Linked DNA regions of Cricetulus griseus: region 2 is linked to region 1. Evidence: chromatin contacts called from public Hi-C data. All regions are on one chromosome and are shown on one strand. Each heading gives the region's core, a stretch centred on a gene start, on an enhancer-like site or on the middle of the called end of the contact. The rest is flanking DNA. Distances are from core to core; before and after follow the strand shown.

Region 1 (3,144 bases), core at 19-2,518:
GAATGAATGCCTCTTGGAGACCCCGTTCCTGTCTTAAATACCTCTCATGCAGGAGTCCTGGGATTAAAGGTGTGTGATCCCAAGTGCTGAGATCATCTTTGTGAGAGCTGTTTCTTTTTAGAACTGGATATATTTCTTTCTTTTTTTTTTTTCTTTTTTTTTTTTTTTTTTTGGTTTTTCAAGACAGGGGTTTCTCTGTGGCTTTGGAGGCCATCCTGGAACTAGCTCTTGTAGACCAGGCTGGTCTCGAACTCACATAGATGTGCCTGCCTCTGCCTCCCCGAGTGCTGGGATTAAAGGCGTGCGCCACCACTGCCTGGCTCTGGATATATTTCTTGTAGCTCAGTGTGGCCTTGAATTAATAGAGACCCATATACCTCTACCTCTCAAGTGGTGAAATTAAAGGTGTGTACCACCACCCCCTGGCTTCTATAGCTAACTAGTGTGGTTGGCTTTGCTTTCTGTATCCTCAGGCAAGCTTTAATAAATCATAAATAATGTATCACCACACACTTGGATGGTTTCTTCTTTTTTAATTCTCTCTAGACCATGTGCTCAATTCTCCCCGAGTCCTCCTGTCTTTCTCTCCCTTGTGGGCCTTCAAGTATAGCAAGTGACTCATACACCAATGATTCATGTTCAATGAATTAAAAAAATAATTTTTTTGGTTTCTCTTTCCCCTACTCTTCTTGTCCCCTCTTCCTCCCCCCCCTCCTCTTTCCCTCCCTCCTCCTCTTCCCTTCCCTCCTTCCCCCTTTTCCCTCCTCCCCCTTCTTTAGTAAACCTCACACCCCACTTCTTGGCTGTCAGGCACCACCTTCCCCATCCTGGTACCCCATAGCCTCCAATAGGCTTGTGAGGCCAGGCTGAGGGGCAATGGGAAGGGGACACAGGGATACACTGGGGATCCCTCCTCACCTGAGAACGGACCTCGAGTCCATCTGCAGCTGCTTTCTGCCCCTATCCAAGCACAGTGCAGGCGACCAGCTGCCAGCTAGACTTCTACTCCAACTCTGGATTTCTTCTGGGCCTAGAATCCAGCACTTGGTGTCAAGTCAGGAAGCTGGAATCTATTTCCTCGGTGACACAAAGCCCTCTGTGTCCTTGCTGGCTGGCCTTACCTAGACAGTTCTCTAGAGCCATTAACTAGCACCCCTGAGGTGGAGGACTGGTTATGGGTTAAAGCTTAACAGACCGATTGTGATCAGTGCTACTGTGAGTCAGTCTGGACTTGCTGGATACTTCCCATGGGGAAGAAGGGGGTGGGTGTCACTCCATGGCTCAGTTTCAGTGGTATCTTGGCACTAACAGCCAGCTGTGTGGAAATAAAGGGCTCTGAAGTGTACATTTGCCGACTGTCACAGAATGAACACTTTCACCAAAGCCAATACTGAGCTATCTACAAGTTAATGCGTGAGTTGGGAAGAGATGCACAGTAGCCTATAGTTACATAGCAGTCCCTGTACACAGACAATGTATGTGTACAGTGTACATACGTGTGTACAATGGGCAGCATCGGCAATAAGAAACCACACTTAATAAGAAGTGGTGTGCCTTGGCTGCTTATTTATTACCCTTCTTTTTAGCATAACTCATTTGATTTGTAAATTTGTATGATTTAACTTGTAACAATGGCTATGCTATCAGCCAGCTTACAGACTCCTGAGTCCTTAGCACTGGGTCCTTTCTGGATCTGGATCATTTCCAGCACAACAGCTGGGCCTCTTTCTCAGCCCCATGTTCCTAGAATGAAGCTTCACTTCATTCATGGATTTCAGGACTCCTGCAAGGGAGCGATGTGACCACTGCGTCCTCTTTGGCAAGTTGGATAGCTAAGTTTCAGTCCTTATTCTGTTTGGCTTCCCCGAGGACAGGGCTGCCCACCCCCCCATACTCTATAACTCTACTGTTTTGTTTTGTCTTTGCCAATTTTTCAAAGCTCTCAAAGACTCCTGCTCATCTTTTGGCCCCTTACCCAAGGGGTTTCTCAGGACATGGTCATGATTCCTTGTGGCTTCCCATCCTCCTTCTCTGAAGGACAATGTGTCATGAATCCATACCTCCAGGGCTGATCTCACCTTGGAATTCCAGCTGTGGGCACGCAGCTTCCCGATGCATAGCAACCCCTCCCAGCTCATTCTTTATCATTTCCCCATCAACGCCTATGCTGGCTGCAGCCCATAAATGCTCAGCATCTATGTGCCAACAGCGCAACACACTAATAAGATGGAGATTCCCCCATGAAGCTCATTGAAGGCAAATGATATCACCATCTGCCTGGTGACAGTGACCAGAATCCTTGAGTCATCCCTGGTGCATGCCTCTACTATTCATTGATGACCACTTAGTCAATAAGTCTGATCTGTTCTGCACCTCAAGTATTGTGGATGCTTCCTGACTCCAGAGGCTTCTAGTCTGCTGCTTATCTCCTGGGTCATCGGGAAGTTAGGCTGCTGCATCAGAAGCCCCCCAGTGATCTCTCTATCGCAGACTTCAGAGTTTGAATCCGGTCTCCACACCGCTGGACACGGCTTCTGAAGTCACACTTCTGATGTTGCCATTTCCCTCTCAGCTTTCCAGATAATGTCTGTGCTTCTTGGCATGTGACCTGGCACCCATGTGCTTCTTAAAGACCTTCTTGTCACCAGTGCTCCTCAGACCCATGTGTAGCGGTCTAGCCTGTGAACCTGTAACAGTGGCCACACCCCTTTGAGTGTGACTTCAGGCAGATGGAAGCAGAAAGAGGGAAGCTTGAGGCATTGGCTTCTTTTGCTTGCAATCTTTCTCTTGGGTCACCTAAGAAGCGCTCTCATGGTTCTTTATTATTATCTGTGTAAGTGTTCCCCAATAAATGCCCATTTATCATTTATCTTGGGTCTAGTGAAATCCCTACACTCATGCCTTCAGCCATGCTTTGGCCACAGGGACCTTTCTGCTTCAGGACTCCATTGCCAATGCTGTTCTTTGGACCCAGAATCCTTCCACCCCACACCGCCAAGACCCCATTCCCTCCTTGACTAAACTGATCTTAAAAACTTAGTTCAGGGGCCACTTTGCCAGGATGGCTGTGTAGGTAGAAACCAAGACAGCAGAGGTGTGTGTGTGTGTGTGTGTGTGTGTGTGTGTGTGTGTGTGTGTGTGTGT
Region 2 (3,136 bases), core at 360-2,859, 41 kb before region 1:
GGAAGATATGCTGATGTGTGACATAATCAAAACAAGTTAATGTACTACCCACACATCACAGATCATCAGGGGTTCACCTACGGTGCTTCTCCCCACCCGAGCTCCTCATTTCCAAGGCTCAGGCTTCTCCCAGTGGCTGTTTCATGCCCAAGTCACTACTGACATCACATAAGAAAAGGGAACCAGGGAAACGAATTTATGCAGACTCAGACAGCAAAAACGGACTGCTAATTTCACAAACAGTAACATAACTAACATAAGCAAGCCAAGACTCCTGGCCATTGACCAAGCAGGAACCAAAGTTCCACTAAGCATTTCGGGCCTTGGCCCTTTTTGTTGTTTTTCTTCTGCGAGCAACCACGTAGTCTAAAAGCACAGTCATTTCCCTCTTGATACTTTATTCACTCCGAAAACGTCCCATTCAAACCGAAAAGACAGCAAAAACAAAACGAAAAAATGAGAGACTTGAAGGCAGAGGGCGCGGAGCGCGGCTCCCGGCTCCGGGAGGCTGCAGCGTCCTCCCCGCCCGGCTCGGCCCCCTCGTGCGCGGGGCCGCGGTCTGGAGGAGGAGGCAGGCAGGCAGGCGACCTGCGACAGCCTCCGAGAGACCCGCGGCTCTGGGGCCGCGGGAACTTTCCATCCCGGGCGCCCGGCTCAGCTCAGGTGCAAACTTTGCAAAGCCGCCTCCCCGGGAACCCGTCCCCAGCGCTCCTCCGCTTCGGTGCCCGCGGCGGCGGCCCGGGAGGCGGGGACCGACTCGTGAGCGACCGCCGGGGCTCTTCGGCCTCCCTCCGCCTCCCGCCGCGGGGCCGAACGGCCGGTCCGGCCTGCGCGCGCCCCTCACCTTGGTGGCCATGGCGGGCGGTTCCCGGGCCCCGGTGGGCCGGCTGGTGTCCCGCGCCGCGGAGCTTCGGCCCTAGCCGGGCGGGGAGGACGGGTTCGGCTGCGGCTGGCGGCTGCGGTCGGGCACGGCGCGGCGCTCGATCTCAGCCTTGCTCTCGGCGCTCCGGCCCCCGCGGCTCGGCGACTCCCGCCGCCCGCGCCTGCAGTTCCTGAAAGTCCCCGGCTGCGCGGCCCCCGCCCCCGCCGGCCAAGCCTCCCATGGACCGCGGCGTGCGCGGCGCGGCCGGCGGAAGCGCGCCTGGGGCCTCGGCCGCAGCCCGGCCTCCTCGCCCGCCCAGGCCTCCGCCCCGACCCCGTCGCCCCAGGCCCTGTGTGCGGGGCCCACGGCGGGAGCAGCGGCTGCGGAGTCAGGCGAGCAGCTTGCGAGCGGCCTGGTCCCGGCTGAGCCGTTCGCGGGGTGCGGCACTGAGCCTCGGGCCCGGCTCGCTGCCTGCGGGAGGAGAAGGAGGACGACGACTCTGGACGAGTCCGGGCCCGAGCTACCTGCCTGGGATCCCCGGGCCTCGGCGGGGCTGCTGCGGAGGGGTCGGGGTGCTTGGGGGCTGACGACCGCGAGTGCCACATAGACAGCCAGCCCGGGCCGAGCAATGGCTTCCTGCTCCCGGGCTGGGAGATCCTGCCTCCTACATGGAGTTTCCCCAAGGCTGAGGTCTGGCCTGGGCTTCTTGGCCTGGACGCTTAGGGACTCCATTCTGAGATGACCCACTTCTGCCCTTTGGAGCATTAAAAAAAAAAAAAAAAAAAAAAAAGCCTCAGAGGTTTGAGGGAACAACCGGTCTCCTTAAGTTGAAAGAGAAGTCCAAAGTATAACGTCTTTAATTCAGAGTAGTTTGTCCACAGTTGATTCTATATGGATTTTATTAATAAACGGGTGACATAAATTGAGCAATGAGATTTTTCACAAAAGTCGCCCCTGCAAGATTTGCCTTAGTTGTTGCAATAGTTTAATACATTATATTTTTTATTAAGGATACATATTCTAGGTAAATAAAGTCGATTCTATTACCTCAGGAAGTTGTTATTTAAATTCACTGTCAGATTTGTAGCTTCTTGGTCTGGGGGTTGAAGAATGAAAGACAAATATGTATGAGCCCTTGGGTTTGCCACCCAGCGCTGGAAAAAAAAAATTTTTGACTCCCCAGAGAGTTAGGTAGTTACAGCCAATAATAGTGTTTAGGTGGTACTATAGAGTTTTCTGTGAATGTGTGTATATTGAACTCATGGTCAATGCTATAGTCAGCCACGGTTATATTCTTAAGTGAGCGAGTGTGTGTGTGTGTGTGTGTGTGTGTGTGTGTGTGTGTGTGTGTGTGTTATGTGTATGTGTAGTGCTGGCTAGTTATGTCAATTTGACAAAGGGTAGAGTCATTTTGGAAGGGGGAATCTCACTTGAAAGAAAAGCTCCTCCAGATTGGCCTTCAGGCAAGCCTGTGGTACATTTCCTTGATTGATGAAAGACAAGTACCGCATCTGGGCAGGTGTCCCGGCGGACATAAGAAAGCAGACTCAGCAAGTCTTGGGGAGCAAGCCAGTAATCAGCACCCCTCTCCACAGCCCCTGCATCAGTTCCTGCCTCCAGGTTCCTGCCTTGAGTTACTGCCCTCATTTCCTTCCTAGATGGAAACTGTGATGTGGAAGGGTAAGCAAAATAAACCCTTTCCTCATCAAGTTGGTTTTCATGGTGTTTTATCACAGCAGTGAAACAACTAACACACACACACACACACACACACACACACACACACACACACACACACACACACTGGGCATGGGTGGGTACATACATATAGCACGTGTGGAGTTAGCTCAGAGGACAACTGGTAGGAGTCCATTCTTTTCTTCTGCCATGTGGGTCCTGGAGATCAAACTGAAGTGGTCACATTTGGCAGCAGGTGCCTTTATCAGCTGAGCCATCTGGGCAGCCCAGACTTGTCTTTCTAAGCACAGGACAAGGAAAGTCATTGAGAGCCTTCTTTCTGCATACTAGACTTGAAGCCTCCATCTCACTTAGCCCTTTGAGAAAGTTATTATCTAATTACTTACAATGATGAACAAAGGATGGCTCAAATAACTTAACCTGAGTTGGGAATACAAAATTGGAAGTAACTACAGCCTTGGGCCCAGCAACTTCTAGGAATGCATCCTGTCAGACTTGGGCAAGTTAGCAAAGACATTACCAAAGCATTTTAAGACAAACTAGAAAACACCTATATACTTGTTAATAGGACTGTCC

Evidence for each region. Hi-C and Micro-C count contacts between places; a contact is called where the count stands out from the background.
Region 2: a Hi-C map of fibroblasts shows a contact between it and region 1, with 1.8 times the contacts expected there. The contact joins the promoter of Snx9 here to the enhancer-like site in region 1. A contact is called at or near these places in 3 of 8 Hi-C or Micro-C datasets (the CHL-YN cell line, the CHO-K1 cell line and fibroblasts).

What each region holds. Positions count from the first base shown.
Region 1 is chr2:286,927,940-286,931,083 of CriGri-PICRH-1.0, reverse strand. No RefSeq gene overlaps it. Among named protein-coding and RNA genes, the nearest start is that of Snx9, 41 kb to the left of the region's middle. Within about 2 kb of position 1,268, at least 3 of the 6 cell types and tissues checked have open chromatin away from gene starts, as enhancers often do. A contact at or near this core is called in the CHO-K1 cell line and fibroblasts, where this site is marked.
Region 2 is chr2:286,968,883-286,972,018 of CriGri-PICRH-1.0, reverse strand. It overlaps Snx9 (sorting nexin-9), which reads right to left and starts at 1,609. Exons shown (of 18, transcript XM_035440425.1): 1 at 1,391-1,609. The coding sequence starts at 1,594.